7 separate regions of the Mus musculus genome follow, and all the other regions are linked to region 1. A link is a contact called in public HiChIP or PLAC-seq and Micro-C data. All regions are on one chromosome and are shown on one strand. Each heading gives the region's core, a stretch centred on a gene start, on an enhancer-like site or on the middle of the called end of the contact. The rest is flanking DNA. Distances are from core to core; before and after follow the strand shown.

Region 1 (2,728 bases), core at 142-2,641:
GGCCGTCATTGGATAGTCTCGGTTAGTCTGCTGCACTGGTGGGCTGGCAGCAGAAATCGGGAACCAGGGGGTGGGGTCAAGGATGGGATAGAGATACTGCAAAGAGAATCCCTAGTAGGGAAAGCTAACCACTGAATCTTTTCTCCATACCCCTTCCTTTCTCTTACCTGACTACAAATGAGGTTTCCTTTAGCTTAGACTGGGATGGAGATGTGACCTGCAGGGTGACAGCTCCAGGTGGCTGCAGCCTGGTCTGCACTTTGAGTACAGCCCTGGCCAGACCCTTCCCTGCAAGCAGTAACTGGTTACAGCTGCTCTCTTCACTGCTGGAGCAGGTAGTGGGGAGGCAGGTGGGTCCCCATCAGGGACTGGGACCAGGGAATTGACAGAAGAGTGTGAAAAGGAGATGGAGTTCGATGGCCCTGGGTTCAAGACCCCATTGTGCTACTACCTAGCTTAGTGACCTTGAACAAGTACCATTATGTCTCTGAATCTATTTATAAAATGGGGAAGAGTTGGCAAGAGTTTGGAAAGATTTCTCAGGCTCCACCCGGTTCTGAAATTCGGCAATTTCTCAACTAGGGTGCATCCATCCTGCGAGGGGTTAAGAGGCCATCGCTGAGAAACCAGCATCGGTGTGGAGCCGAGCCCGTTGACCCAGCCTGGCAAAGCTATGCCCTTTGGGAAGGAACCTTGAAGGCCAGAGTGCCTGTCCTCAGTCCTGGGGCTAGAGACCCTGCACATTGCCAAGGCTGAGGCACGGGCCCAGCCCACCTCCTATCTTCTGGGTGTGTCCCAGAATGGCTTGCCTCAGCCCTGAACTGCCCTGGCTGCTCAGAATGGCAGAGAGTGATACCCTAGGTGTCCAGGACAGACTGGGAAAGGGACAAAAGCGGAGCAGGGCCTGGGGTAGGGGTGGGCAGGAGGGAGAGGGAGCTGTTGGCACCAGGAGCAGCTGGAGGGGAGGAGATCCTGTTCTGGGGAAGCCCTGCGGGCACGGATTTACAACACCCCCTCCTCCTGGTCGGTTATTTCGGACCCCGGGACCCGATCCCGGGTCCGGCTTGGTGAGCCTAGTGGGTCTGGAAGCTACTATATTTAGCCGGCGCAGCGGGCGAGAGGAAAACTATTTATAGATCAAACAATCCGCGCTCCCTGCGTCAATGGAACCCCGCGTGCGTCACGCGCGCAGACATTCCAGGCCCCCCCTCTTCGCCCCGCCCCCTCGGGCTCCCCGTCCCCGCGCCTCCTCCTGGCCGCCTCCCGCCGGAACCGCGCCGCCCCCCGCGCCCTTGTATGGCCAAAGCTCGCCGGGCCGTGTGCGTCAGTGGCGCCCCCGCCCCTCTCCATGCGTCACGGAGCGCTTAAGATGTGGGTCGGGCTCGCCAGGGGAGCCCCAGTGCAGGAGGCTGCGAAAGTTGGGGGAGTGTGCTAGAAGGACTGCGGAGCGGAGCGCACGCGGGACCAGGCTGCGACTGGGTCGCTGGTCCCGGCCACAGGGAGTGGGAGCCGGCTGGGTAGGTACCCCGCAGGGAGCGTGTTTCTGTTTCTAGGGACAGTGCATGAAAGAGATGGGGTGTACGCGCGGGCGAAAAGGAAGGGTGTTTTCGGGTCGGCTTACGAGGAGGGGTGTGTAGGGTGCATTTTTGGTATTAAAGGATAGCTCTTGGAGTAGGGTGAGCCAGGGCTTGAAGTTTAGGAAGCGGGCGAAGGGTCTGCAAGGTGCTTGGTTTTGGTAGGTAGTGGGCGCTTGTTTAGGAGGTTTCCCCGCTAGGATCTCCAGTGTGAGGCACTCTGTACTCTGGGTTTGGGTGTTGATTGCCGGGTAGGGGGTTGTCTGAGCATGGACTGGGAAAAGGTACTCAGAGCTTCGGCGTTGCTGGGATCCATCCAAGTACAAGTAAGATTGGATTTCCACGGGTCTCCTTCCCGGGCTCTCAGCCCCCTTTCCCAGTGTTTACTTAATACTTCATAGGCTGTACTTAGATTTTCTGATTCCCTTACCGAACTTTCTTTCTGAACCGTGCTGGAAGACCTGGGGGTTGCTGAAGGAAATGGCTAGCTAGGTTGGCTGGGTAATGGTTGTGTTAGACTAAGTTGTCAGAGTATCTAGAAACCTAGGAGCTGTAGCCTGGTGCAGCTACTGAAAGCCGCACGTGGAGCCTGGGTGGAAGTTGCTCACGATAGAGTCTCGATGTAGTACTGACTAGGGGGGAGACCCCTTCTGTCATCAGACAGACTTGTATACCCCAGTGGTCTTTTGAGTCTGTTAGGTAGGGTGCAGCCTGCGGGCTTGGTCACCTAACAGGTGTTGCCAGGACCTGCCCCAAGCCGGATTCTCCCACTCCCTCTTTCAACCCCGCCTCTTCCTCCTCCTTGAGACACCCCCACCCCCTCAGGAGGCTAGATGCAGATCTGTATCTTGTGTTGCGGACTATCGGCCTGAAGCTGGGTAGATTGGTGGGGGTTGATCCGGATGTAGGATGTCCAAGTGGAGAAACAGGATTTGAATGGAGCTGGAACAAACGCCCAGTCCTGACTGGCTGCCACCCTTCTTCCTCCACCCCCAACCCATCCCTTCCCAGGCTTCTTGCAAACAGAGGCAGAAGTGGCCATATTTCTTTCTTTCTCCCAGGTGCTGTATGCCCTAGGGACTTGACACGGGGCAGGCGGGGTGGGAACTGGTTGGGGGGGGGGTGCTGTTTTATGGGAAGTCGTATGCCTAGCC
Region 2 (2,728 bases), core at 152-2,651, 870 kb after region 1:
CAAAACAACAACAACAAAAAAAAAACCAGAGTAGAATAAGGTGGCAAGATATGGAAGCACAGGCCTTTAATGCCAACACTCCAGAGGTAGTGGCAGGTGGTTATCTATGACTAAGAGGCAGCCAGCCTGGTCTCAAAGCAAATTTCAGAAGACAGCAAGGTTTAGACAGAGAAACCCTGTCTAAAAAAACAAAAAGAACAGGGTAAAGCAAGAGTCTATCCACAGTCAGGACTTTTAAATTTTATTTCAAGGGTAATGAAAAACTTCTAGGGAATTGTAAACAAGAAACGGTATGAATTTTTTGTTTGTTTGTTTTTCTGAGACAGGGTTTCTCTGTGTACCTCTGGCTGTCCTGCAACTTACTAGCCTTGAACTCTGGCCTGCCTCTGCCTCCTGGGTGCTAGGATTAAAGTGTGTACCCCCACCCTGCCTGAAGCCCATGCTGTTCAATTCACTGAGCCTTCTCTTCTGCCAGAACCCCAGCCCTTTTTAGTCCGCAGAGGTAAACGGATTTCTGAATTCTTCAACAGCCTGCTCTACATAGTGTGTGCCAGGGTAGACAGGGCTACACAGTGAGGCCCTGTCTCAAACAAAAGAAAAAACAACTTAGCAGATCTTAACTCCAAGTTGTAACAGAATTCAGAGGGCCGCAGCCCCTAAAGCAGCAGCAGTACCGGAGAAAAACATGGGACTCTCTCGGTATTTAGACAACCAGCAAGGCCAGTAAATGAATGAATGAATAAAATCTTCCAGAGATCCAAAAGCGGGAAAACCATGAAGAAATATTTTCTTCCTGCCTCCCAAACACCTGGCACTGTGCCCTACACACAGTAGGTGCTTAGCAATCCTGGGCTAAGCTGAGTTCGATCCCAATGTGCACATTGGGGCTCTTCTGCAGGAGCTACAGACCAGCACATGCCCCACAAGAGCAGACACCTGCGGCGCAGCACTGGGATCCCCCAGGGCCCTGGGCCAGGACTCGAACCCAGGTAGATGCCGGAGCCCCAGATCTGAAGGCATCGGATCTTCGAGAACCTGACAGCCTCAGCACCAAGCAGCTGCCGCCGCACTGGGTCCGGGCACGGCCTCAGGACCGCGGGGTCTCTCAGGTGACACCCGGGACCACCCGGCCTTAACCTGTCAATGAGGCTACGCCCCGTCGTCACAGGCCCTGGCTGCAATGGGGAGGGTGCGCGGCGAGAGGAACGCCCGTGACCGGAGCCCCTGGCCCCGCCCTGAGGCCGCAGCCGTCGCCCAGGACCCCCGCCTCGAGATCTGCAGAGACCGAGGCCTCCGGGACCCCGCCCCCGATCCCCGCCTACCGGGGCCGCCGCGTCCTCCTCATCCATAGGCCTCTCAGCTCCGCGTTGTAGCTCTTCGGCCGCCGCCACCACACACATCCGGGTCCCCGCCCTTCCTCTGCTCCGTCAGGCCCGCCCCCACCGCTAAATCTGACCAATCCGCAGCGCTTCTTGAAGATGGGCGCCCTCAGCAGCCAATCGCAGGGCACAGGCGGTGCGGAGCGCGGCCCGGTGAGCTGGGTACCTAACACTCGGCGGCGTCTGAGGAACCCTGGTGTCGGGAGGGTGGGGGAGGCGACGTGGCTGCCCGGACGCCACCTCGGACGCCTGGAGCTCAGGGAGGCGGTCAAGGGGCGGCTCCCTTGGGGCGGAGTAGGTCCCTGTGCCCGTGCGCGAGCTTCGTGTTCCCAGAGCCAGAAGTGATGCTAAAAACCTCTCTGGAATGTCCTTTTGAGCCACTTAACGGCATGGGGGGGGGGATTTTTTTTTAATGTTATCTCCTATTTTACGCGTGAGAAGCCAGAGGCTGATCTCCACAGCGGCAGCACTCGGCTGGCACCACATGCTTTCTTCTCTCCGGAGCACCCCTTTGCACCACGTTCGTTCATTCCAGGACAGGCGTTCCAGAACAGGAGAGAACATATGCAAAAGGCACAGTGGGATGAAACCCGGGTGCTCTTTGGGCTTGGGCTTGGTAGGAAAAGTTAGCTCGGGTCAGAATGTACCGGAAAGGATACTAATCTTTATCATGCACCTCCTATAAAGGGTATGATTGTCCTTGGAAGGAATTGGGATTCTTGGACGACTTCAACGTTTTGCTCTTAAGACTGAATATTCTTTCCAGAAAGACTCATCCTGTGTCAGAAACATAAACGAACATATTTGTGTCTTTCCACATCTAAATTTATTGAGTATCAAATACATCAGCAAGCGATGTCAGCTTCATTGGCGGCAATTTGCCAATTAGACCTGATTTACATTGATAATGGGCCCTTACCAAACACATGAACTTTTACTTTAATATTAATTACTAACTCTTGGGTCACAGATTACATATCCTGTGTGTACTTATGTAGGTTAACAACATGGCTAGAAAAGGGTTAAAGAAGCCACAGCATAATTCAAGAGTTCAGAGGCCTTACTAGAGACAAGAGCTGATAGAGTGCAAAGTCACTGCAGCCAGAGAACAAACCTAGCTGGGGAGCTGCTGAAGGTTCCAGCCTGGGATGCAGCCATAGCTGCAGGTCACAGGGCTGAACACCTTCAGAGGCAAAATGTGAGACTGGGTATGGATGAATACGTGGGCAACCCGTAATGCGAGTAGGTTCCATCAGCTGTGGACCCCAGTTGGGCTGAAGCCCCAGAAACAGTCAGCATTTCTCTGTTGTCCTTTGAGGCACACACAAGGTAGTTGGTAGGGACCACTG
Region 3 (2,728 bases), core at 145-2,644, 740 kb after region 1:
GAGGCAGACGCTCCTGGGGCGTCCTGTGATTCCACAGGCTCAGCCCCGTGTTTTCCCTCCTCCCGTTCCCACACCGCCTCTCAGGAGCCAGTCAGCAAAAAAGGGCCAATCGTCCCGGGGCCACGAAGGCCACTGTGCCACAGGACTGCAAAACCTGGCCTGGCTTTCGGCTTGCAAAGGAACCAGGCAGTTGGGGCGGAGCCACCGTAGAAAGAGTGAAAGGGGTACAAGGGCCAAGCTCGCAGAGGGGCGTGGGTAGGCCGACGCTATCTGAGGCCATAAACTCCGGTCTTAACAGGTCGTGAAACAGGAGCGGAGTGTCCAACGCCCGCAGACTTTGAATCTCGCACGGGCCTTCCCGAGGCGGAGCCCTGAGACTCACCCTCCCCTCCACCCCACCCCACTCCTGGTGGAAGGGCAGACCCAAGACCTCCGCCCTGGCTCTACAGCGGCCCCGCCCACTGGAGCAGGGCAGGGGCCGAGCAGTGACTCAGCCTGGAGCCCCCACTCTCTAGCCTTGGGCACCAAAGACCTCCATATGCGTTTGTCGGGTTCAATCAAGACACCTGAAACCTTCTAAAATCCTTACACCGCCCTCCATTATTTAACAGGAAGATAGAAAAATACACAATGCACGGGGCACCATGAGGAAACCTTGGGGCAGTTGGGGGCGGGGGGGCGAGGGGGCGTCCCCGCCACCAGAGAGCAAAGCCACAGGGAAGGGACCAGGCCCTCCAGTGAATGGGAAGGTGCTCCAAGATTTAGTCACAAGCACTTCAGACCCTCTGGGCCCAAGCCAAAGGGTATGAGAGAAGTAGAAGAGAGTGTGGCCAGAATGGGTGGGTCCCAACAGGAGCTCATGGGGGGTGCGAGGAGAGATGTACGCATCTCTGTGTCAGCAGAAGAAAGAGCGAGCGCAGGACGGTTAGTCGGGAAGAGAGGGGTCTCACCTTGTCAATGAAGGAGGCGAACTTGTTGTTCAGGGATTTAATCTGCTCCTTCTCCTGAGTGCGCACAGCCTGGATGTTGGGGTCCACCTCCAGCTTCAAGGGGCTCAACAGGCTCTGGTTCACCGTGACGGCTGTGATGCCCCCGACACCAGCCCCGCCAAAGCCGCCCAGACCCACGCCGGTGCCCATGCTTCCCCGGAAGCTGCTGCTGCTGCTGCCCACCCGGGAAAAGCTGGAAGAGCTGATGCGGGCACCGGGTCCACTCGTGAACGAGCGGCTGCTGAAGGCCCGGGGACCGGAGGTGGACATCTTGTAGGATTTCTGAGTCACCCTGATGGACATGGTGAAGTCTGGAGCGAAGGCAGTGAGCTGAAGACGGAGGTTCGAGAGCGAGCTAAGCAGCTGCTTCTAGACGGTGGGACAGCGCCCAGCGAAGGCCCTTTATAAAAGAAGAGGCCAGCCCCAGGGGAGGGAAAAGGGCCTCTTACCTGAGTGGCTAGACACTAGAGGGCAGGGCCTAACCCAACGTCTGCAACCTCCAGACGGGACTCAGGTGAGGGCAGCAGAGAGCTGTTCCCACCCGGGATCCCTCTCCAGCCCCACCCTAAAAATCCAGGAGAGAGCAATTGATCCCTGTGAAGGCAGGAAGTGAGCCTGGGATCTCTGACCTAAGCTGTCTTATCTCCTGCCCTCCTGTGAGAACTACTTGGGCTGAAAGGGTTCCCAGGCATTTTAGTTTAAAACACTGGGTCTCAACTCAACACAGGCAAGCTACTAGAACTCACTAGAAGTTGAAACTCAAGGAAGGTCGGAAGGGCCCTTCCTCGGGAGTCACGTAACAGATATGCTGTAGGTTCTCCACCAGTGGGTTGCAATCCCTCTAGGGATAGAGCTATGTTTTCCCAGAGGTGACATATCAAATATCCTGTGGTTCAGAATCTTGGGGGGGGGGGGTCACAACCCCTTTGGGGGTATAAGTACCCTGAAGCCTAACCAAAGCCGGCACCGGCCTTTACCAGCCAGCACTAGGACTGAGGGTGTGCCTCATCCACCACATCTCTGGCTGGTCTCTCCTAATACCTCCAAGAGACCTCCTTTAGGTGGAGCTGGCCAGGCTGACCAGCAGGGCCCTTTCGTTCCCAAGCTCCTGTTTGCTTTGTCTGCCCAGGTTACAGCTAACACCACTACCCCACCCCGCTACCTGTGCAGCATCCTGCACCCATAGGCTGGCAAAGGGGGGTGGGAAGGTAGGTAGATATTTGAGGAATGAATGAAACACAGGCTTCTAGCTGTCTTCTCTCTTGTGCAAGGTAAAGAGAAATCAAACGCAGCTCTTCTCTCTGGACACAGCACAGTATTCTCCTTTCCTACCCAGACCCGAGAGAATTCCCCAGACCAGACAGAGGCCTCGAGGAATAACAAAGACTGAGGGACAGAGGCCAAGGCAGAAAAGGGAGACCCCAGAGAATAGAGGCACAGGGGCTTTGTTGCAATCGCTTCTTTGGAGACACCTTCCCCAGGCTGCCAGGGCAGTGACTCATGGTGCCTTGGAACGGGATGGCCCTGCTGGTGGTGACTCATTCTCCAGCCACCTGGACCCTTCTCCTCTGCCCCCGGCCCCAGGCTGGCCAGATGTGATGAGGATAGTACCCTGTCTCCCTGCACCTGTCTCTCTGAACTCATTATCCCATTATCAGAGTGAGTCAGGAGAACAAGCTGGGGCACAGCCTGCACCTGTGAGAGGTTGGAGACTGGGGAGCAGAGCAAGGCCCTCCAGG
Region 4 (2,728 bases), core at 95-2,594, 720 kb after region 1:
AATATGAGCATGTCTGTATGTGCCTGCCTATACCTGTCTGTACCTGTGCACATACAACCTCTACAAAAGCTTGCCTCTGGTCCCAAAGGCACGTGGTACTCAAGCACACGTACACACGTGCTCACACACACACATGCGTACACACACGCACACGTACACACGCACATGCGTACTTGCAAACGCACATGCGCACTCACACGTACACACACATATGTGCACACACACGCACATATACACGCACGCACGCTCACGTGCACGTGCACATACAAGTTCACTCCCTGCCAAGCTTCCCTGGATGGGAAGGCTGTAGCTCCAGAGGGCAAAGGAGATGCTTCCATTTAGACAGCAGGTGTTCAAGACCACCTCTCTCCTGCCAAGCACCCCTCCCCTCACACAGGTCCTGTCCTAGCTCCGTGTGAGTTAAGGGATGAGAGCCTTGTGGTAGATACAGGAAATGCAGGCACAGCCTCCAGGGCCATAAGACTTACAGAGAGGGTCATCTCTGAACTAAGAGACCAAGTGCCCACCGAATGGACAGGCAAGGCATTGGAAGTGTATTTGGGGTCAGGCATACACAGCCGCAAAGAGCAGATAGTGCGTGGTTCCTTCGAGGATCCTGACAGGAGCCCGGCTGCTTTTGGCAGCAGAGAGAAAGGAATGGCTGCATACGTGGTCTCCAGTCACGTGAGGCAGGCCCTTACGCTAGTGGCTTCCTGTGTGTTCCTACTCAGTAAAACGGAGTCACACACACTAAACTGGGAAGCAAAACATTTAAGGTCCACTCTGGCATGACCCCAACTGTCCTCTCTGAGACCCCAGGACTACAGGGAGCTGGACCTGTGATCTGGGGACTCACATAGGCCAACTAAGCCCTAGTAACTCAGGTGTGCCCTTCTGATGCCGCCATGCTTGTGCCCCCTGGAGCCTGGTCTACCTCCTTCTCCATCCGCCAGCCTTAGGAGGCATGGACCTCCAGCCTCAGCCTCCGAAGGCTCTAAAAATGTTGCTTGGCTCCAGGAGCTAGGTGCTGCCTCCTGCTGGACAGATGGGGAACAGCTAGCAAGTGAGGCAATGTGGCTACAAGCCCTTGGTGCCTCTCCTCTGGTATTTAAACCCGCAGTGCACACTTTCCTTCACAAACAAGGCTGCCCAGGACATCTCACATCTCTTGGCATTCAGCTCCACCTCCCACCCACACTACAACAATGCAAGGTGTGGGACTCCCGTGGATAGAGACTAAAATCCACACAAATGTCACTCACCACGTCACGTCCTACCCAAAACAATAGGAGCTTCCCCTGATTAGCACAAAACATGCCTCTGTAGCCAATGATAGGCTGTGACCAGGACCCGCCCCGATCTCGCTCATGGAATGGGAGCTGCACGTGGCTGGCAAGCTTGGCTCTGGGTTTCAGAGCAGTTTCCTCCGTGCTCCTCTGCTGCCCTCTAGTGGAAAGATGGTGTACTTCCGGTGTACTCAAAAAAACGTCCCTCCATCGCACAGCCTTTCAGGATCTAGACACCCTGAGCAGCAGACTGGGAGGAAACGTTGAAAATCCAAGAGCTTGGAAGATAGGTCACATCCTGGGAGCCATCGGTTTGACAGAAGACAGGTCTGGCCATTGGATTCTCTCATACAGATGTCAACCTGTGCAGAAGGCTCTCTAATGAAGTATTTAAGAACCCCAAAACGTGCATTCCTAGAACAAAACTGATTTTCTCTGGAATTAAGAAAGGAGAAATAGGGCTGGAGAGATGGCTCCGCGGTTAAGAGCACTGACTGATCTTCCAGGGGTCAGGAGTTCAGTTCCCAGCAACCACATGGTGGCTCACGGCCATCTGTAATGGGATCTGATGCCCTCTTCTGGTGTGTCTGAAGACAGTGACACCTTTAACTTTCTGAAAGGCATTTTAGTGCAGTTTATGTATAACGCTAAACAAAGACCACCGAGGTTTTTTTTTTTTTAATAGCTAGCCCAGGCTCCCTCTGCTGCATTTCTGTGTCCTGAATCCTCACCCACCCACCCCACTCCAAGCACTGTGCCCCAAGACCAGCAGTGATTCTCAAAAAAAGAGAGGAGCCAGGTTTTGCCGTGTGTTCCTGTTCAGGGTCCTGTAGAGCTGTCACCGAGGCAAGCTTGTCCCTCTGGCCTCTGTGTCCCTGCTTAGAGTCAATTTCCAGAAACAGTTTCTAGTGACCCATTCGAGGATGGCCAAGATGGAGTCCTTAAATATTTGGACTAGTGGCTAGCATTTTAAAATCAGGTTTCAGGCTGGAGAGATGCTCGGAGTTGAGGGCACTGGCTGCCCTTCCAGAAGACCCGAGTTCAATTCCCAGCCCCCACATGGCAGCTCACAACTGTCTGTCCAGCTTCAGCAGATCCAACACCTCACATAGACAGGCAGGCAAAACACCAATTTACATAAAATAAAAATAAATAATTTTTAAATAAATAAATATAGAAATCTGGTTTCATATAAAATTTCAGGTCTCTACTGCAAAGTTGAAACTTGTGGCCACTCTGGAACCAGATTCCTTGGCAGAAACCAGGAAAGACCACAAAAAACGAGGGCTGTGGCTGCCCACTCTCCTTAGCATTGAAAGATGCTGGTGGACACTGGCCAGACAGAAGAATAAGCCATAAATGAGAGCCACCAGTAGAACTTTGTGAGAGACTCACTGTGTATCTCTGGCTGTCCTGGAAATCACTGTAGTCTCCAACTCACA
Region 5 (2,728 bases), core at 69-2,568, 670 kb after region 1:
TCATGGAACCCTAAGGGTGACACACGAGAAAGGAGGTAGGGCCCTTCTGTGTTAAAAGTTCAAATCATGGAGTTATGCCTCAGCCTGATCTCGCAGCCTAGGCGCAGAGCCAAGGTACACAGTGCTGAAGGAATGGAGCAAGAAATGAGAGAGGTGGTAGCAGAGTGATCCCAGTCACCCTGTAGGTGAGACGGGGATCCAGAACACTCCCAGAGTGTTCAAACTGTAGGGTGGCCACCCTCCTCGTGGTAGCCGGAAGGGGGAACCAGGCAAGGGAGGGCAAAGGGCTTCCTCTTGCCCTCCAGGTTCTCAATGTGCCTGACCCCGAGGCTTCTTCAGCTGGAGAGGACAGACAGAATTCCAAGGCTTCAACCTTGGATGGTTTGTGGAATTCCTGAGCCGTGCACTGTTGCCCACAGCTATAAAATGACTCAAGTCATCAAAGGCCAACTCCCTGACAGGAACACTGAGGACCACACATCTTTTAATAATGGGGTAAGGCTAATGCTTAGCGGTATAGGAAAGGCTCCAACACAGGTGGGCTGGGCCTCTCATTCACAGAAGGAACCCCGGCCAGCAGGTTTTAGCCCCAACCTCCGACAGGCAGAAACCACCGTCTCTGTTCATCACCCCACCCTGCACATCTAGAGCACATGGTAAAAACTGCCTTTGCCCAGACCACCCCCCATTAGAGGTTCAGCTTCCACCCCACTCCACCTCACCCCGGTTTTGCCCACCCACCTTATCAATAAAGGAGGCAAACTTGTTGTTGAGGGTCTTGATCTGCTCGCGCTCCTGGGTGCGCACCCGCTGAATCTCGGGGTCTATCTCCACATTGAGAGGCGTCAGCAGGCTCTGGTTGACAGTGACTTCCTGGATGCCCCCGGGAGGACAGACTGGCCCAAATGTCTGCCTGCTAGCCCCTAGGCCCACATAGGCCCCACTGCCAAAGCCTCCTAGTGCCCGGCCAGAGGAGGCCCCACAAGCCATGCTGACGGAGATATTCTTGCCTCCCAAGTTGTAGAGGCTCCGGCTGCCAAAGCCCCCGGAGCTGGACCCAGAGCGGACCCCACCGCCACCGCCGCTCCCCCTGGACATAGTCACTGAGCTGTAGCTGGTTCGCATCCGACTCCCACCACCTCCGCTGGCTGAGTTAGAGCTGAAGCCTCCTTTAGTGGAGAAAGTCTGCCTGGACAAAGAGGACCGCATGATTGTCAGCGAGAAAGCAGCTGAGAGCAGGAGGGAATCAGCCGGAGTGAGCTACTGAGCCACCAAACACCTTTTTATCTTTTCCCAGCTGGGCTGGCCCTGGGTTCCATGCACTCCAGCTGTGATTACCACAGGTGAGAGGGAGGGGCCGGGGGGGGGGGGAATCTCCTCTCCCCCAGGATGTGGGAGGGCCTCGCCCAGCCATCACTGAGACTGAAGTGCTGCTCCTGAGCAGAGACTACTTGAGATGGGAAGCACCCCACCCCCACTCCCCCCACTCCCACCCCACCCCACCCCGTAAGCCCTCCTCACTTGGAACAGGATGATAGGGCTCCTACAGCTACCCTCACCACCCAGTGGCTGGCTTGGTCTCCTCCTACGCAGCCCTGATGGCCTGCTGTCAATGGGGCTCTGTTTTGTGGGGTTTGTCCCAGGGCCTTGTGGTAAGCCAAGGCCCCAGGGCCCAGTGCTGTGCAGGTGGCAAGGGAAGGTGCATTGGGCAACGGGTTGTAGAGAGGGTGCCCAGGCCTGCTCCAGTCCCACCCTCCCAGCCCACAGCCTCCTGTCTCTTGGCAGGTCCAGCGTGGGGGGCACAGGTGACAGTGCAGGGGTGGAGCAGCTACTCTTCTGTCTACACTGGCAGGTGTCTGCTGGGTGGGAACCCTGTGTGGGGTAAAGAGGATCCAAGGAAGAAAGGAGGGTCCCTGCCCAGCCATAGGCCTGGCTGAGCACACAATGTGGGCTGGATGGCTTTGACTCTAACTAGACATAGCAGAGCACACCTATATCCCAGCACCCTAGGGGTGAAGGTGGGAGGGTCAAAAGTTCAAGGTCACCCAGCCTCAAAACCAAAAAAAATGAATAAATAAAAGGACAAAGAAAGAAAAGGAATGCCCTGTCACCACAGGCAGGGTGTCAAAGCTTAGGAACCCAACTGCTTTTCCTGGGGCTGGAACTGTGGCCACCCCTAAGCTCTTCCTTGGTGGACCTTTCCCAGTGGGGCCCAGACATTTTGGAATACTGAAAATGCACATGTATCCAAGAAGCCCCAAGTGTCTCATGCTGTACCCCCATAACCTTCTCCTTTCCTGACCACAAGGACTCCACCTGCTCAATTCAGAAGAACAGGACACTCCTGATCACTTCACACCGGCCTCCACTCTCTTCCCAGTCAGGCTTCTAGAACCAAGCACAGCCCAAGCAGAGCTGGAGAGACTTCAGGTACAGGATCACAGATAGTGGGAGAAGACCTTGAGACTGCTCCCCACACCCCCTCGCCTCTCCATCATTCAGCAAGCAGAGGGCAAAGGGGCAGAGACTGGGTTGAGGCAAAGATGGAGCAGTGTTGGCTCTGCCAGGCTAAAGCTCGGATCCCAAAAGAGATGCAGAAGACCCCGGTGAGGATGGTGGCTTCTAGGCTCCAAAGGAAGCTGGGAATCTTTCCCTGGGGCCACTGGGATATTCAAGAGGCTCCTGTTCACTTGAAGCATTGAACCCAGCTCCTAGCAGTCGCAAAGAG
Region 6 (2,728 bases), core at 61-2,560, 630 kb before region 1:
GCTCCTAGAATTTTTAAACACACCCCACATCCCTCTAGCCCAGGCTAGACTTAAATTCACTATTTAGCTGAGGATAACCTTGAGTTTCTGGTACTCCCGCCTCTACGTCCCAAGTTGCAGGGACTGCAGGCACAAGCCATCAAAATGGGTTTCATCTCAAGTTCTCTACCAATTAAGCGACATCACGAGTCCTCCCGGTTATCTTTAGAAGATTCCCTTTCTCCTTTACTTAACTACTGGGGTGAATGTAAAAATGGCTCCTTTGGGCATCAAAGAACTTCCTAAACCCAGGTGACTCGCAGTGCTTGGAATTGGTCCGGTCCAGACTTGAGAATAAAATAGCGCAAAAGGGCACACTGAAGTTGAATTCTGTTTTCTTGGAGCTTTTTCCTGCGTGAGGCCCGACAGCGGGTTGGTAGGGGTAGGGTGGGGTGGAGTGGGGTGGGGATGGGTGAGTCTTCCAGTCTACACTGAGTGAGGCCTCGCGGAATTCCAAGACCTGTTCTGGGGTGGGAATTCTTAAACAGCCCCCCTACTCCATAACTTTCATCACCTACCTTCAGGAGAAGGTGTGGCCGGTAGGTTGTTCATCGTTGCTGAGGGCAGGCTATTTCGTAGGGTCAGATCTGTGGGAAGAAGGACGGACAAGAATGAGGTGGACGGGCTCCTGAGGTCGCAGGGCTTGTAGATCCCAGGAGAGCCTCGGGCGCCAGGTTTTCCCCGAGTCCCTTCCCCTGGATATATCCACTCTCTTCCTTTCGGTTCTAATCAGCTTCCATAAACAAATCCTTCCCCCAAGAGCTGACCCTGGTCGCAGGGTCGGGGAATGGGTGGCGTTGGTGACCCTTTCCCCAGGCCTGGGAAAGTTAAGCAAGGGTCGGCCCGGTTGCGCCCATGAGCGATCCGGGTCCCTTAGCCACCTGCATTACCTGGGCTTCCAGGGCCAGGAGCCCCGCCGAGCCGTCCGCTGGGTGCGCCCCGCTCCCCGGGGATCCCGCGTGCCCCGGGCCCGCGCCCTGGCCGTCGAGTGTCCCTGCAGCCGCGCAGTACCCGTGCGGGTCAGGTCGCAGGCGCGCGGCGGCCGAGTGCGGGCTCCGGGCTTCCGCGCAGCGCGCTCACCTTTCCAGTCCGACGGGCGGGCAGGGCCGGGCGCCGCGCGTCCTTTTGAACTCGCCGGGGTGGGAGCGGCCGAGAGTCGCCGGAGCCGCGCCCGGGACCCCGCGCCGAGCGGCCGCCGAGCCCGGACCGCGGTGGGAGGGACAGGAAGGAGCTCGGGGCCGCCCTCAGCAGGTTCCCCCGGGAGGAAAGGCCACTGTCCGGAGCCGCTCCGCCCCCGTGCCGGGCTCGGCCGGGGTCGGCAGCGCCAGCTGTAGGGCGAGCGAGGGGCGTGTCCCGCGGGAGCTCAGTCACGCGTGGGCCCTCTGGAGTCCGCGACTTCGGGGCGACTTAGCCGAGCACCTCCCGGGGCCACCTGGACCTTCCGCGTGCGACCTTCCCAGGAGGCGGTGGAGCGTGGAGAGGGTAGGAGGTGTGGCTGTGGGCTGTTTAGGATTAAAAGCTCCAGCGTAAGTGCTTGCCAGCTGGGTGGCTGTGGGCACATTCCTGAACACCTCAGTAGTCGGTTTCCTCATCCCTAAAATGGGGACTGAAAGTGGCAATTCCCGTAAGGCCGTTTTACAGCCTTGGTCCTAGCCCGAGGCAAGCGCCTTGATTTAAATATTCATCAGTGCTGTACTTTAGCAGCAGTTGGACTCACGTCAGTGACAGGAAATGCTCCCAAATTAACTAGAGGAACTCGTTGACTAAGAGGCAATAATTCTATATAACAGGCTCTGGAGGTGGTCCCGCTGTGTAAGCTAGCGCAGGTTACTTCTGATTCTTTGGGCAAAGCTGTGTGAACTCAGGGTTAGGGTTATTGCGGAGCTCCAATGAGTTGCCTAGAACCTCACCTAGCACATGATAATGTGCTCAAAAAACACTGGCCAGGTTACCTGGGTAGCTCACTGAGGGTCGGACCTGACCAACCACACTTGGCTTTCATGTCTTTTTTTTTTTTTTTCTTTAAAATATAACCTTTAAAAGTTGCTTTGGGGGGCGGGGGAGGGGGGGAGAGGGGTTAGCTGGAGAAAGGCTCCCAGTAGTTCACAACGTCCTGTGATTCAGTTTCAGGAGATCTTGATGCCCTCTTCTGGCCTCCACCGGCACCGGCAGGCTCACTTAAAACTTTGCTGGGGCTGATGAGAAAGCTTAGTCAGTGAAGATACCTAACTGCCTTGTAAAGCTAACAACTGAGTTTCCCAGAAACCACAAGCTGGCCTCAGGTTAGGACCCACTGCCTCAGCTTTGGTATTGCTGGCACGACAGGTTGGCACATGACACCCAGTCTATACCCAGACGCAGCCTGTCAACACTGTCCAGAGTCTGGGGAGCAGGGACTCAGGATGCGTCTGTGTCAGACCTCCATAAGGAGTCAAGTGAATCGATGATGGACACGGTCTCACATGGACAGCCAGTCTTCTCCAAGAGTGAAACTTAAGCCTCGGAAACTGAAGCAGCCATGCTTTTGTCAACAGACCTCTAGGGACCTCAGGGCAGACAAGAGACAGGTGACATTTATCTTCGCCTGGCTTTATTGGCTTCCTTGTGCTTCTACTGGGGTGGCCGTGTTCTGTGTCCTTGCCTTTTTCCTGGATGATGTCTGGGCCAACTGTTCAGTTCCCGGCTGAGA
Region 7 (2,728 bases), core at 128-2,627, 600 kb before region 1:
ACCACCTTTACAAGGGAATACAAATCTTTCCATTGCTAAGTGTGCTAGGTACTTTACAGCCTCAAGTTCATGAACCCTCTCCTTTTAGCCCATGTCTCTTCTACTACAGTGTGGGTAGATGGTGGCTAGGCAAAGGAAGACTCTGGACAGGTAACATCACAATGCCTTTTAAGTGTGTAGGGAAGGGGCTGGGACGGAGCTCAGTTGGCAGGGTGCCTGGTTTCCTCAACCAGAAGCTGTAGGTACAACCTTCAGCATCTAAGAGATGTGATGACACATGCTTGCAACCCAGAAGATAGAGAGAGACGGGAGACCAGAAGTTCAAGGTCAAAGTGAGTTTGGGGGTGGGGGTACAAGAAACTGTCTCAAAAACATGTGAAGGGTGGTAAGAATGGGGTTCATACCTATGACCTTAGCTAGAGATCTCACCTTGAATACAAGACCAGCCCAGTCAACACGGTAAGACCCTGTCTCAAAAAAACAAAACAACCAAGCAAATAAAATAAACAGCGTGAAGAGTGTCTCCATAATCCATTTTCCCTTTTTTTTTTTTTTTTTTTTTTTGGAGACAGGGTCTATGTAGTCTAGGCTGTCCTGGAAGTCTCTGTGTAAACCAGGCAGATCTTGAGCTCACAGAGATCCTCCTGCCTCTGCCTCCCGAGGGCTGGGATTAAAGGCGTGTGCCCATCATTTGAATGGACTGGCAAATTATGGGAAGGACACCCAGAGGCTGTGGATCACCATCAAGGCAAAAGAATAGATGTAAGAAACTGGGGCTGGCTACTGGACACACGAGCTCCCCGCTCACCCCGAGGTAAAGAGTAGCTCAGGCTGGTCTTAAACTCAGTAATATAGCCTCGGATGCCTTGCGTTTTCTATCCACCCGCCTCCGTTTACACCAGTTTAAACAACACTCAAGTGTGGAGAACTGTGCAGTGTCCTGGTCCTCAGTGAATCCCCCAAGTCAAATTAAGTGGGGCGACTCACTGCCACCGCAGCCGCTGTCTCTTACTTTGGGGACAAGTATCTTCCAACTCATTCATCACCTGAGAGACGCCAGCCAGCCACCCTTGCCTTTGCGCTAGGACAAAATCTGTGACAAAGTTGACCACCACCATTCGTTCCTTCCTGTCGCCTTTTCTGGGTCAGGCTGAGGGTTGCCGAAGGCTCCTGCGAAACAGCTGTCTCCTCAGCTGCTCCCTTCTCTCCCACGTCGGCCAATGTTCGTGGACACCCATTCCCCGCCCGTTCTGGGGCAGCAGGACCCTTTCTCCTCAGGCTGCCTACCTTCTCCTGGGCCCTGCTGAACTTCTTCTGCATCTGCTTGGCGAAGAGGCCAGCCGCTCCGCCCGCCTTGCCCTCTGCCATCCTGCCGGCTGCGGGGGCGCAGCCTGGACCTGTGGTTTCTAGAGGCCCCTGAGAGGAAGTGCGTCCTCCCAGCATGCCTTGCGTGATGCTCAGAGGGCGGGCCTTCACACCCTTACAGCCTCCTGCTGGGGCGTGGTCGGCCTGGACCACCCAATGCCACCTCTCGAGGACCATTGGAAACCCATCACTACCCAGATTCCCGAGAGGACCACTGCAGCCCACCACTGGCCATCACGGGAGGACCTTGGGACTCCATCACTGCCCAATACTCCAGGTGTACCACTGAAGCCCCATCACTGTCCAACTCCCCAGGTGGACCATTGGGGTCCCATCACTGTCCATGTCCCCAGGAGGACGACTAGGACCCCATCATGGTCCAGATCCCCAGGAGGACCATTGGAACCCCATCATTGTTCAGCTCCCCGAGAGAACTACTGGGGCCCCCTCACTGCCCAGCTCCCTGGAAAGACCACTGGTCACCAGGATGGGGTCCACAGAGGCATCTGGAGCTGGGAGAGCAGCTAAGCTGGTTCTGAGAAGTTGGCAGAGAACGGGTTGTTCAGGGTGGATTTTGGTGCGCACACACTCTTAAAACCAGCTTGGAAATGCTGCCCCTGCAGTAGAGAAAGATTCCCCTCCCCTCCCCCGCCCCCACCCTTGAACGGGCTCTTTGAATGTGGACCGTGACTCATTGGTTCCATACCCGAACAGCATTAGAAAGTGAGGAGACACAAAAGACTGAGTTTGGGCTGGAGAGATGGCTCAGCCGTTAAGAGCACCGGTTGTTCTTCCAGAGGTCCTGAGTTCAATTCCTAGCAACCACATGGTGGCTCATAGACATCTGTAATGGGATCTGATGCCCTCTTCTGGTGTGTCTAAAGACAGCTACAGTGTACTCTATATAAATAAAATAAAATGAAATGAAATGAAAAAAAAAAAAGTAAAAACCAAAAGGCCCAGTTTCATCCAGTGAGGACGTTTAATGGACCAGAGACCACCTACCAGCTGCAGGGTATTGATGCTGAGTGACCATGGCTCAGCCTGGATGGCAGCTTAACCAGTTCTAAGCCTGGGAATTGTGGGGACAGAGTGCAGAAGGTGAGCATAATCCAGATCTGGATTGGAAGGGGAGAAAGACTGGAGAGATGGGGTCCTCAGGAGACAGGGTGCCATTCATAATATGCTAAGGAGGAGAGGAGGGGAGAGGCCTGAACTGGACAGAGGAGAACAAGACTCTCCAGGCAAAGCATGGAGCATTATATGGACACAGTGTGAATTTAGTCACAGATTATACAAACTGGAGTGGGGCTACAGAGATTACAAATCTGGTTTCTCTAGGAAACCGGTCTTCCAATGAACT

The links. Hi-C and Micro-C count contacts between places; a contact is called where the count stands out from the background. HiChIP or PLAC-seq counts read pairs in DNA pulled down with a chosen protein or histone mark.
Region 2: a Micro-C map of embryonic stem cells shows a contact between it and region 1, with 2.5 times the contacts expected there. The contact joins the promoter of Spryd3 here to the promoter of Nr4a1 in region 1. A contact is called at or near these places in 5 of 39 promoter capture datasets (the C10 cell line, cranial neural crest, liver and 1 more), 1 of 484 Hi-C or Micro-C datasets (embryonic stem cells), 10 of 115 datasets of contacts at active chromatin or transcription factors (astrocytes, bone marrow-derived macrophages, embryonic forebrain and 7 more) and 1 of 9 other capture datasets (macrophages).
Region 3: a contact with region 1 is called in an H3K4me3 HiChIP or PLAC-seq map of embryonic stem cells, with 6 times the contacts expected there. The contact joins the promoter of Krt8 here to the promoter of Nr4a1 in region 1. A contact is called at or near these places in 4 of 39 promoter capture datasets (the 3T3-L1 cell line, the HPC-7 cell line, cranial neural crest and 1 more), 17 of 115 datasets of contacts at active chromatin or transcription factors (embryonic basal ganglia, embryonic fibroblasts, embryonic forebrain and 10 more) and 1 of 9 other capture datasets (embryonic stem cells).
Region 4: an H3K4me3 HiChIP or PLAC-seq map of stem cell-derived neural progenitor cells shows a contact between it and region 1, with 8 times the contacts expected there. The contact joins the enhancer-like site here to the promoter of Nr4a1 in region 1. A contact is called at or near these places in 9 of 39 promoter capture datasets (the 3T3-L1 cell line, the C10 cell line, the HPC-7 cell line and 6 more), 1 of 15 datasets of contacts at CTCF or cohesin (the NIH/3T3 cell line), 3 of 484 Hi-C or Micro-C datasets (bone marrow-derived macrophages, muscle stem cells and myeloid progenitors), 17 of 115 datasets of contacts at active chromatin or transcription factors (SST interneurons, bone marrow-derived macrophages, cardiomyocytes and 12 more) and 2 of 9 other capture datasets (adipose tissue and embryonic stem cells).
Region 5: a contact with region 1 is called in an HNF4G HiChIP or PLAC-seq map of pancreatic cancer cells. The contact joins the promoter of Krt79 here to the promoter of Nr4a1 in region 1. A contact is called at or near these places in 2 of 115 datasets of contacts at active chromatin or transcription factors (pancreatic cancer cells and stem cell-derived neural progenitor cells) and 1 of 9 other capture datasets (macrophages).
Region 6: a contact with region 1 is called in an HNF4G HiChIP or PLAC-seq map of pancreatic cancer cells. The contact joins the promoter of Smagp here to the promoter of Nr4a1 in region 1. A contact is called at or near these places in 2 of 39 promoter capture datasets (the 3T3-L1 cell line and liver) and 2 of 115 datasets of contacts at active chromatin or transcription factors (extraembryonic endoderm stem cells and pancreatic cancer cells).
Region 7: an H3K27ac HiChIP or PLAC-seq map of thymic regulatory T cells shows a contact between it and region 1, with 2.9 times the contacts expected there. The contact joins the promoter of Bin2 here to the promoter of Nr4a1 in region 1. A contact is called at or near these places in 2 of 484 Hi-C or Micro-C datasets (effector CD8 T cells and memory CD8 T cells) and 3 of 115 datasets of contacts at active chromatin or transcription factors (bone marrow-derived macrophages, memory CD8 T cells and thymic regulatory T cells).

The regions. Positions count from the first base shown.
Region 1 is chr15:101,265,455-101,268,182 of GRCm38.p6, forward strand. It overlaps Nr4a1 (nuclear receptor subfamily 4, group A, member 1), which reads left to right and starts at 1,392. Exons shown (of 7, transcript NM_010444.2): 1 at 1,392-1,517.
Region 2 is chr15:102,134,814-102,137,541 of GRCm38.p6, forward strand. It overlaps Spryd3 (SPRY domain containing 3), which reads right to left and starts at 1,402. Exons shown (of 11, transcript NM_001033277.3): 1 at 1,323-1,402. The coding sequence starts at 1,345.
Region 3 is chr15:102,002,948-102,005,675 of GRCm38.p6, forward strand. It overlaps Krt8 (keratin 8), which reads right to left and starts at 1,395. Exons shown (of 9, transcript NM_031170.2): 1 at 951-1,395. The coding sequence starts at 1,292.
Region 4 is chr15:101,983,072-101,985,799 of GRCm38.p6, forward strand. It overlaps a transcript of Krt78 not described here. Among named protein-coding and RNA genes, the nearest start is that of Krt8, 20 kb to the right of the region's middle. Within about 2 kb of position 1,345, at least 318 of the 459 cell types and tissues checked have an H3K27ac peak or open chromatin away from gene starts, as enhancers often do. A contact at or near this core is called in the HPC-7 cell line, the NIH/3T3 cell line, the SN4741 cell line and 14 more, where this site is marked.
Region 5 is chr15:101,939,006-101,941,733 of GRCm38.p6, forward strand. It overlaps Krt79 (keratin 79), which reads right to left and starts at 1,319. Exons shown (of 9, transcript NM_146063.1): 1 at 742-1,319. The coding sequence starts at 1,209.
Region 6 is chr15:100,635,630-100,638,357 of GRCm38.p6, forward strand. It overlaps Smagp (small cell adhesion glycoprotein), which reads right to left and starts at 1,311. Exons shown (of 4, transcript NM_174992.4): 1 at 930-1,311; 2 at 558-626. The coding sequence starts at 591.
Region 7 is chr15:100,668,126-100,670,853 of GRCm38.p6, forward strand. Bin2 (bridging integrator 2) reads right to left here and starts at 1,378. Exons shown (of 11, transcript NM_001270537.2): 1 at 1,288-1,378. The coding sequence starts at 1,368.